Regions from separate parts of the Sus scrofa genome. Here all the other regions are linked to region 2. The links are chromatin contacts, called in public HiChIP or PLAC-seq maps. All regions are on one chromosome and are shown on one strand. Each heading gives the region's core, a stretch centred on a gene start, on an enhancer-like site or on the middle of the called end of the contact. The rest is flanking DNA. Distances are from core to core; before and after follow the strand shown.

Region 1 (2,838 bases), core at 209-2,708, 180 kb after region 2:
CCGGTCTCCAGGACCTGGGACTTCCCAGGAACCTTCTCCCCACACCGGCTGGGTGGGGCCACAGACAACAACCCCAGCGCTCACCCTGCCCCCAACTCAACACAGCCGGCAACGTGGTCCAGCGGGGTTCTCGGTCTCCGTTTGAGACGCCGGGGCTCTGGGAGAGCTGGGAGGGGGGGGTGCAGTCCTGCCCTGGGCGCGGCCCCAGGACAGCAAGGGGTGAGCACCCAGCCCAGGGAAATTGACGGGGTGGGGGTGGGGGATAAGTAGAAAGCCCTGGATCTGGCCCAAACAGGGACGATGCAACAGCCCAGGCCAGGTCGTGAAGGAGCTGGGAGCAGCTCTCCCCGCCCCCGCCCCGGTGGGTCGGCCCGCAGGTGCGGTGGAATCAGGTGCGCGCCGGGACCTCGGAGATGGCTGCGGGCCTTCCCGGGCCTGTCTCTCCCGGGGATAAGTCAAAGGATGAGGGTCAGCGGGGGAAAGGCAAGTCTTTCCTTCCTCGAGCCCGGATCCCCGCCAGGTCCCTCTTCCCGGTGCACCCACCCGCACCTCGCCCGGTCCCCCTCCTCCCCCTGCCGATCACAGACGGGCAAATAAGGAAGTCGGTAGCGGAGGGCGGAAACTGAGCGGAGCTCAATGTCTGCTGCAGGATTGTCCGATTCTGAGTCAGTAGGACGCCCTGACAGCTGCCAAACGGTCCCTGTCTGTCCGTTACCTCGGTTTCGAAAACGCCTGGAAACTTCCAAAGAAGCCCGGGCTCCAAGACCCCCCTCCCTACTCTCACCCACGCGGCTGGGTCCGAGGCACAGAGGCTCCCGGAAGGGGTTAAAAAGTTTGCCTAACTTGGGCACTGGGCGAGGCGAGGGCGGGGCCCGTGCCCCGGCAGCTGGGGTAGGTCGAGGCTGCCGGGTGCCCGGCAGGCGGAGTGCGCCGACGGGAGAGTGGAGAGGATTGGGGGTTTCCGGGGAGCGCCCGGCCCCGAAGACTTCCTCTGCTCCCGAGGCCTCGCTTCCAGGGGCGCCGTCCCCTAGCGCCCGCGCAAGGGTCCCGGACCCTCTCCGCGAAGGATGCAGTGCCCCGGCCGGGCCCCGCAGCGTTCGTGCCCGCCCAAGTCGGTCACTGGCCGCGAGGCGGCCGAGAACCACAGGTCTGCCGGCTTGCTCCAGACGCCGCGCTTCCCGTCGCCCCCGCCCCCGCCCGCCTGCCCGGGCGGGACCCGCCGGTGGGGCTAGCTCACCTGAACCTGGATCTGCCCGAGGGAACTGAAGCTGCTTCTCCCGAGAGGGCTTTCTCTAGAGCTCAGGCGACAGTGGAGTGGGGCGAGCGCGCGAGGCGGGAGCTGCAGCAGGTCAGCCTCGCTCAGACTTCGGTGCCCTGCCCAGGAACCGCGGTGATCTGCGCGCCTCACCGCACCCTGCTCAGCTCCTCGCCTCCTTCCCGCCCCGCCCTCGCAGTGCCCGCCCATTCGGAGCCCAGCGCCGGCTGTGGGGCGGAGCCTGGAGGGACGTACACGCCCCCCAGGCTGTTGCACCCACTCCAGCCCGCTTGTGGTTAAGATGGACAGGCACCTGGACCTGTAAGAAGGAGGCGGGAGGAGCCTGTGGGGCCAGAGGGGTGGGATTCATCCTCCCCATCCGCCCCCACCTCCGCCTTCTGCACCTTCCCCCGCGCTTCCTAGGCGCGAGCCCCGCCCCCTAGGGCGGAACCAAAGAGCATCCAGGTTCCAGGAACCGGATTGACACAGTGAGAGTCCAATCAGGAGGAGGAGACTCTCAGCGGGCTCCAGGCCGGGATTTTGGTGCACTGCCCGAGCCAGGGCGAGGTGGGGCGGGAGGAGGCTGGGAAGGTCCGGGATTCTGACACCCCGCCCCGCGAGCTGATTTCCGTGACCCATGTCATCCTACCAGAACACATATGAAGTACCATATATGGGAAAAGTGCTGTTTTACAATTAAGATGGCCTGTGGGGGCGGACATGGACTCAGCCCTGGATCCGTTGTGGGAGCCCTGAGTTCGATCCCTGACCCTCTTTTTAGAGTGGGCCGGGAGTCTTTCAGCCTCCAGACCGTTGCTCAAACGGGTTCCCTCAGCCTGGAGTGCTGCTCTTTACCTCTATCTTCCTTTCAGATATTTTTGCAAAATGTTTTCTTAGGTTTTTTTCCTAGGTAGGCAAAGCACACTTTGTTTTTTTTTCGGTTTCTGCCTACAAGAGGATTAAATTTTTTAATTTTTAAAAGAATTGTTTACATTTTTAATCCATTTGGAATTCATTCTGATTTTGAAGTGGGAAAGAAATCTAACATAATTTTTGTGATAGCCAGCTGTCCACACACCATCACCACCTACCGAACTCATATATTCTTGGATCTATTTCTGAGGTGTATCCATTGATCTTTCTGTGTGTTCCTGTGCCAGTTCCACAATGCTTTAAGGATGGTAGCTTCATAATACATTATATATCTAAAGGGGCAAATTTCTCATTACTCTTTCTTTTTGGAATGTTCTTCCGATCATGACTAAACTATTCTTCCAAATGAACTTCAAAAGAAGTGCGATCTAAAGTCAAGAGAAAACTGGAAAACAGATTTTGCAACTCTGTGACAAAGAATTATTATCAATGATGTGTAAAGAACTCTTCTACGGCCATTAAAAAATAAATAAGTAAATAACTCCAAAATAAAAATGACCGAAAAGAAAAAGATGACTTAAAAAGAAGAAGTAAGGAGTTCCTGTCGTGGCTCAGTGGTTAACGGATCCGGCTAGGAACCATGAGGTTTCGGGTTCGGTCCCTGCCCTTGCTCAGTGGGTTAACGATCCTGCGTTGCTGTGAGCTGTGGT
Region 2 (2,844 bases), core at 163-2,662:
GCCCTAAAAAGACAAAAAGACCAAAAGAAAAAAGAAAAAAAAAAGAAATCCCCATCACAAGCAGCCTCAGCACTGCACCTGGGGGGCAGCCTCCAGGAGGCCAGGACACAAGGAGGAAAGGCTCCAGAGTTCCTGTGGTGGCTCAGTGGTTAACGAATCCAACTAGGAACCATGAGATTGTGGGTTTGATCCCTGGCCTCGTTCAGTGGGTTAAGGATTTGGCATAGCTATGGCTGTGGCGTAGGCCAGCAGCTGAAGCTCCGATTCGGCCTCTAGCCTAGGAACCTCCATATGACACAGGTGTGGCCCTGGAAAATACAAAAAAATACAAAAAACAAAAACAAACCAAAAGAAGGAGAGGCTCTGACCCCCACCCTCCTCCACCCCCCTCTGCTTCCACCAAATTTCCCAGAGGGCTGAGCACCCCGACATCCACCAGACTCCTGGGGTCACCACTCACGTCTCAGGAGTTCAGATCCAGAGCTGGGCACACCGAGCTCTGTGCTGTCTGGGGGCCCAGGGGTGGGAGGAAGCAGTCAGACAAGCCTGCCTCCAAATCCAGGCTCTGCCACTGCTCAATGTGTGGCCTTGGCTCCATTCCCTGAGCTCTCGGAGCTTTGATTTCCCTTCCTCCGTAAATCAGTGACAACCACGCTTTTCTCAGAAAGTGGTCCTGAGGATGGGGAGGTGGGCGGGGTCCTCCCCTCCCCTGCTTACCCAGGAGTCTTCCTTGGGCTGAGGGTGAGCACGAAGCAGCTCCTCTCACCGTGAGGATCTGGTCCCCAGCTGTGCGGCTCTGCAATAACCAGACACACCCTCTGGGTCCAGATAGAGCTGAAGAATCGAAAGAGAAAAGGAAAGCTCTCTCTTCTGAGTCGCCCAGGTCAAACAAACACTCTGCCCGCCCACCAGGCCCTACCCTGGGCTATTCCTACCCTCCCTGCTGACCCCTTAGAGAACAACCCCAGCCCTGATTTTCCAGGGCCTTCTTGGCTCAGCCCATCCTACCTTGGGCTCTGTGAAGGAAGACCTGCCACCAACAGACTGTGAGGCCCTTGGCAAATCACTTTCTCACCCCAGGGGCTTCTTCCCAGCCCCCTCTGCCCACTCCACCTCCCACACTCAATGCCGGCACTTGGCAAAGTCACTGAACTTCAGATGCCCACTGAATACTGGTCATACTCGGGCTGCTGAATTCCACGCCCATGCCAGTTCTAGGCATTTGCCACACTGGTTCTCTGCCAGGAACACCTGCTCCTACCACCTGGAAAAATCATGCTCATCTTCCAAAGCCCAAAGCTGACATCGCCTCTCTGAGAAGCCCTCCGGACCCTCCCCTGTGGAGTCCATTGTCCCCCGCTCTGCTGCCATGGAATCTGCGAGAGGGGCCTCCACTCCTTCGGTCAGGTCCCTCTAGACGTGTTCCCTGATGGCAGGGACAGCACCAGTACTTTCAGGTCCCAGCGACCTGCCCGAGGAGGCCCAGCCTTGGCGGTCAATGCCATTTGGATGGATGCAGAAGCTTGTGAGAAGGGCTGAGTGCGCTTTTCTACCCAGGTTTGTTTCCACTTGACAACAGATCTTCTCTCCAGGTGGAGGAATCTTGTAGGAAAGGCAGGGTGCTGGCAACCAGAAAACCTGTAAACAGAAAGCCAGTCCTGTTTTCTGTTTGGTTCCTGAACAAAGAGCCATGGCGGACGGAGGGCTGAGCAGGCACCAGGTGCTGAGCTGGCACCATCCACACATTTCCTGTTTAACCCTCCCGTCAGCTCCAGGAACTGCTGGCTCCATTTTACACATAAAGAAACTGAGCAGGTCCTACAGCCTCTAAGCCATGCAGCTGGACCGCTGTTGGACTTTTCTGATTTGCCCCCAAGGAGAAGGGACTACAGGGGGCCTAGACCCCCCCACCTCATGGAGGCCAGCCTCATCTCCATCAGGGCTGCTTCATCCCAGGAAATGTCCCTGGGCCATTATGGCCTCTTCCCCCCAGCTTCAGCTTTGGTCGGTCTCACAGTCACCCCGTGATGCAGGTTAGGACTCTGATCCGATTTTGCAGGTGAGGAAGCCGAGGGGAGGGGAGAGGCAGGGGCTTTCTTCTAGCAACTTGGGGGCTTTTGTTTGGGAGAAAACCTCAGCAGGTGCTTCCTGCAGAGGTCCACGTGTTCAAACACCCCACCCCATGCTCTGCCCCCAAGGCTCAGAGCACGGGCGAAAGGGAAGCCCCTGAGCACAGACACTGAGGGGCTCGGGAGATGAACGTGCAGCTACTCCGCCCACCATCCTGCAGCAGGTGAGCCCATGACCCCACAGGAACTGCTCTGACTCACGGACAGCCTCCCCTGGAGCACTGGGCACTCTGGGGACAGTGGCTCTGGTGTCATCCCTAATGGGTCACAGAGTGAGGAAGAGCGAGGGGGCAGGAGCACAGTCACCCCTCTCACTCACTCACTTTAAACCTCAGGCAGAAAACAGGAAGCAGAGGGGGGCAGGCAAAGCACGGGGGCCTCCCAGGGTGACACCTGACTGGCATCGGGGCACCGCGGCCACCATTTCCCAAGCGCCCTTGGCAGCGGGAGAGCGGCGAGGCCTCGGGTGGGGTGGGCGTCCCGACTCACTTCCTGGCCAGGTAGCCCCTGCAGCAGGCCTGGAAGCCGATGATGACGTCCGTGATCTTCAGGTCCCGCTCCTCCTCCAGGTGGGCCAGCACGCCCGCCCGGAAGAAGACCTTGCTCTGGCCGATGCGGTACAGGTTGCTGTCGAGCTCCAGGGCTTTGATCTGGATGGAGGAGAGCCAGCCACTTACCGCGTGCCACCCCCGCCGCCATGGAGCCCCAGAGCAAG
Region 3 (2,749 bases), core at 140-2,639, 130 kb after region 2:
CCCTCACGGTGCTCACAGGACAGGGACCCTCGAGAGTCCAGGCCACTCCACTGTTTGCCTGAGTCCTGATTTGGACCTAGATGGACTGAAGGCTTATTTGCACATACCCTTTCTTCCTCCAAACTGGAGGAGACAGACAGGCCGACAGGAACCCAACAGCCCAGAAGCAAGGGCGTGCGTCCACCAGAGACCACCCTGCTCTGGGGAACAGGCGCCCCACCTGACTCCTCCCTCCTGCCCTGGTCCTGACGCAGCCGGGATGGCGAACGAGACAGGGTTACAAGAAAAGACAGGGTTACAGGAGTTCCCGTCGTGGCGCAGTGGTTAACGAATCCGACTAGGAACCATGAGGTTGCGGGTTCGATCCCTGGCCTTGCTCAGTGGGTTAACGATCTGGCGTTGCCGTGAGCTGTGGTGTAGGTTGCAGACGCGGCTCGGATCCCGCGTTGCTGTGGCTCTGGTGTAGGCTGGTGGCTATAGCTCCGATTCAACCCCTAGCCTGGGAACCTCCATATGCCGCGGGAGCAGCCCAAGAAATAGCAACAACAACAACAACAACAACAACAACAAAAAAGACAAAAGACAAAAAAAAAAAAAAAAAAAAAAAAAAAAGACAGGGTTACAAATCTCTGCAGAGGTTTTCAACTCTTTTAAAAGCAGCAGCAGCCCTTCCTCAGATAAAATCTTCCTGAATCCCCAACAGGAACAGCAGGAGATTAAAAACCAGAGCTGCCAGGGCAGGGGAGCCAAGGTTCCAAGGGGCACACTTTACAGCCAGCAGCCCACGTGTCTAAGCTGCTGCAGAGAGAAGAAAGCCACTGGCTACGTGCTCCAGAGCCCTGGGTACCAGGGCCCCCACTTTGCAGGTCCCCTCCGGATGCCTGGCCCCCTGGCCTCTGGGGAAGGGGGCGGGGGGCTCCCCCCCCCCCCCCCGAGAACTGAAGCCTGAGGCATACAGTGCAGGTGCTCAGAAACTGTCCTCAACGACCCGAGCCCTTGCCAGCTCTCCCGCTGTGGGGCCTCCTCAGATCAACAATGAGAAAGGTTTTAAATTACATATTCAGCACTGAGGCCAAACCCCCCCACCCTGATTTTATTTTAAGCCCCAAATGCTCCAGGCCTTTCAGAACCAATGTCAGCCTGGAAGCCCCGGCAGCGCAGGTGGGCAGAGGGGAGCCCTGACCGCAGGTGTTTCGGCCCAGGTAGAGGCTGGCACTAGGGGCCTTCTTGCTCACTTCCTCTGTGAGAGGAGCTGCCGATTCTTGTCCATAAAAGGCCACGAGGCTCACGCCGCCGCTGCGATGTGACATCAGCCCCGACAGGAAGTACAGAAGGAAGGGAACAAGCCTGGTTCACCAACGACCGCCGCCCGGGACTGACTCACCGGGAGCTCGCTGGGAGAAGGCCTGGCGGGCTTCCGGCGGGGCTGCTCTGGGGCCACCTGCAAGAGAGCCCTGCCCATGGGACCCATCTGCATGCAGGTCACCCAGGTTGCCTGAGCACTGACCGAGTCATGGATGTGAGCCAGGAGAAAATGAAAGCAAAGGGCACTTTCAGGCTGGACGACACGCCTGCGTGGGGTGACAGGGACAGCGTAACCCAGGACAAACAGGCTGGAGTCTTCCCACCACCCAGGGGACCGTCTTTCACAGAAACTGCACAGCAGACCCCTGGCTGCACAGCGCCTGCTCCGTTCAAACTGCTGGGACAGACGCCTGGACGGCAGAGTCACCTCTCCCGAAACCCTCTCGGGGACGGCACCACGGTCTCCACGGGCCAAAATGCAAAGCGCTTCAGCAAGTGTAGAACCCATGGGAGAGACTTGTGGGTCTGAGCTCAGAATCTGGGAGCTGGGAAGGCTCTAGAAAACATGTGGCCCAATCACCGGCATCCAGAGCGCAGGACCCCCAGTCCCAAGAAACGACTTGGTCAAAGTCATGTAAGCTAGGCCACACATTCAGGCCTCTAGACGCCTAGGTCCTCCCCACGGGGTCCACACAGGGTAGGGCACTCAGTGCCATCAGCCGTCTCGCCTCTGCGCTGCACGGAAAGGGCCGTCCCCACTCATGAATTGTTGCATGGGCCTTGCAAGCTGCCTGCTACTTTCTCCAAAGCCAGCCCAACTCACGAGCTAGGGTTCCAAGTGCCAGGGAAGCAGACGGAGAGGTGAGTAAAAGCAGGTGCAAAATAATGCTGCCCACTAGCAGAGGCCACAGGCGGATGCTGGCCTCGTGTTACAGCGGCCGACCTGTCTGCCTGCCTGCCCTGCAGGCAGCCAGCAGGGAGAAAGCACATGGCCTGGTCATCAGCAGTGTTCTCTCCAGGCACAAAGGTGGGCCCAGACCGAGCAGACGCTCCATCAGCAGCTCTCCACGCCAGAAGCCACTGGCCCCACCCTGTGCCTCCACCCACACACTCCCCCAGGTAAAGCCCCTTGTCCGAACCTGGCAGAGGAGGCCCAAGCCCCCCGTTACGGGAGGCAGCATTCCCCCAGCAGCACCCCTGACAATTAGAAAGAAGCCCAAGAGACTGCTCCCTCATTGTGTAACAGGGCAAGCGAGGCCCCTCTCCACCCCCAGCACTCAGGCAAACCTGCCCAAACCAATGCTGGCTGTTCATCCACCTTCCCCGTGGGCGTGGACAGGAGCAAGAGCTTCTCCACGTGGGTTGCTGAGGCAGCCCTCGTGGGTCTGGCAGGATGGAGGGAGATTCAAAACCACATGCGCGTGTAGACAGTGGAGGGTCCTGA

What was found. HiChIP or PLAC-seq counts read pairs in DNA pulled down with a chosen protein or histone mark.
Region 1: a contact with region 2 is called in an H3K27ac HiChIP or PLAC-seq map of alveolar macrophages. The contact joins the promoter of MYH9 here to the promoter of LOC106510284 in region 2. A contact is called at or near these places in 1 of 5 promoter capture datasets (fetal skeletal muscle) and 1 of 2 datasets of contacts at active chromatin or transcription factors (alveolar macrophages).
Region 3: a contact with region 2 is called in an H3K27ac HiChIP or PLAC-seq map of alveolar macrophages. The contact joins the enhancer-like site here to the promoter of LOC106510284 in region 2. A contact is called at or near these places in 3 of 5 promoter capture datasets (fetal liver, fetal skeletal muscle and liver), 11 of 47 Hi-C or Micro-C datasets (blood, epiblast stem cells, fetal heart ventricle and 8 more) and 1 of 2 datasets of contacts at active chromatin or transcription factors (alveolar macrophages).

Annotation. Positions count from the first base shown.
Region 1 is chr5:11,364,223-11,367,060 of Sscrofa11.1, reverse strand. MYH9 (myosin-9) reads right to left here and starts at 1,458. Exons shown (of 45, transcript XM_021091538.1): 1 at 1,238-1,458.
Region 2 is chr5:11,541,983-11,544,826 of Sscrofa11.1, reverse strand. It overlaps LOC106510284 (apolipoprotein L3-like), which reads left to right and starts at 1,412. Exons shown (of 8, transcript XR_002343910.1): 1 at 1,412-2,059; 2 at 2,199-2,293. It overlaps LOC100156062 (apolipoprotein L3), which reads right to left and starts at 1,276. Exons shown (of 4, transcript XM_021091541.1): 1 at 718-1,276.
Region 3 is chr5:11,410,496-11,413,244 of Sscrofa11.1, reverse strand. All of the region lies in intron 3 of MYH9 (myosin-9), which reads right to left. Among named protein-coding and RNA genes, the nearest start is that of MYH9, 46 kb to the right of the region's middle. Within about 2 kb of position 1,389, at least 45 of the 83 cell types and tissues checked have an H3K27ac peak or open chromatin away from gene starts, as enhancers often do. A contact at or near this core is called in alveolar macrophages, epiblast stem cells, fetal liver and 6 more, where this site is marked.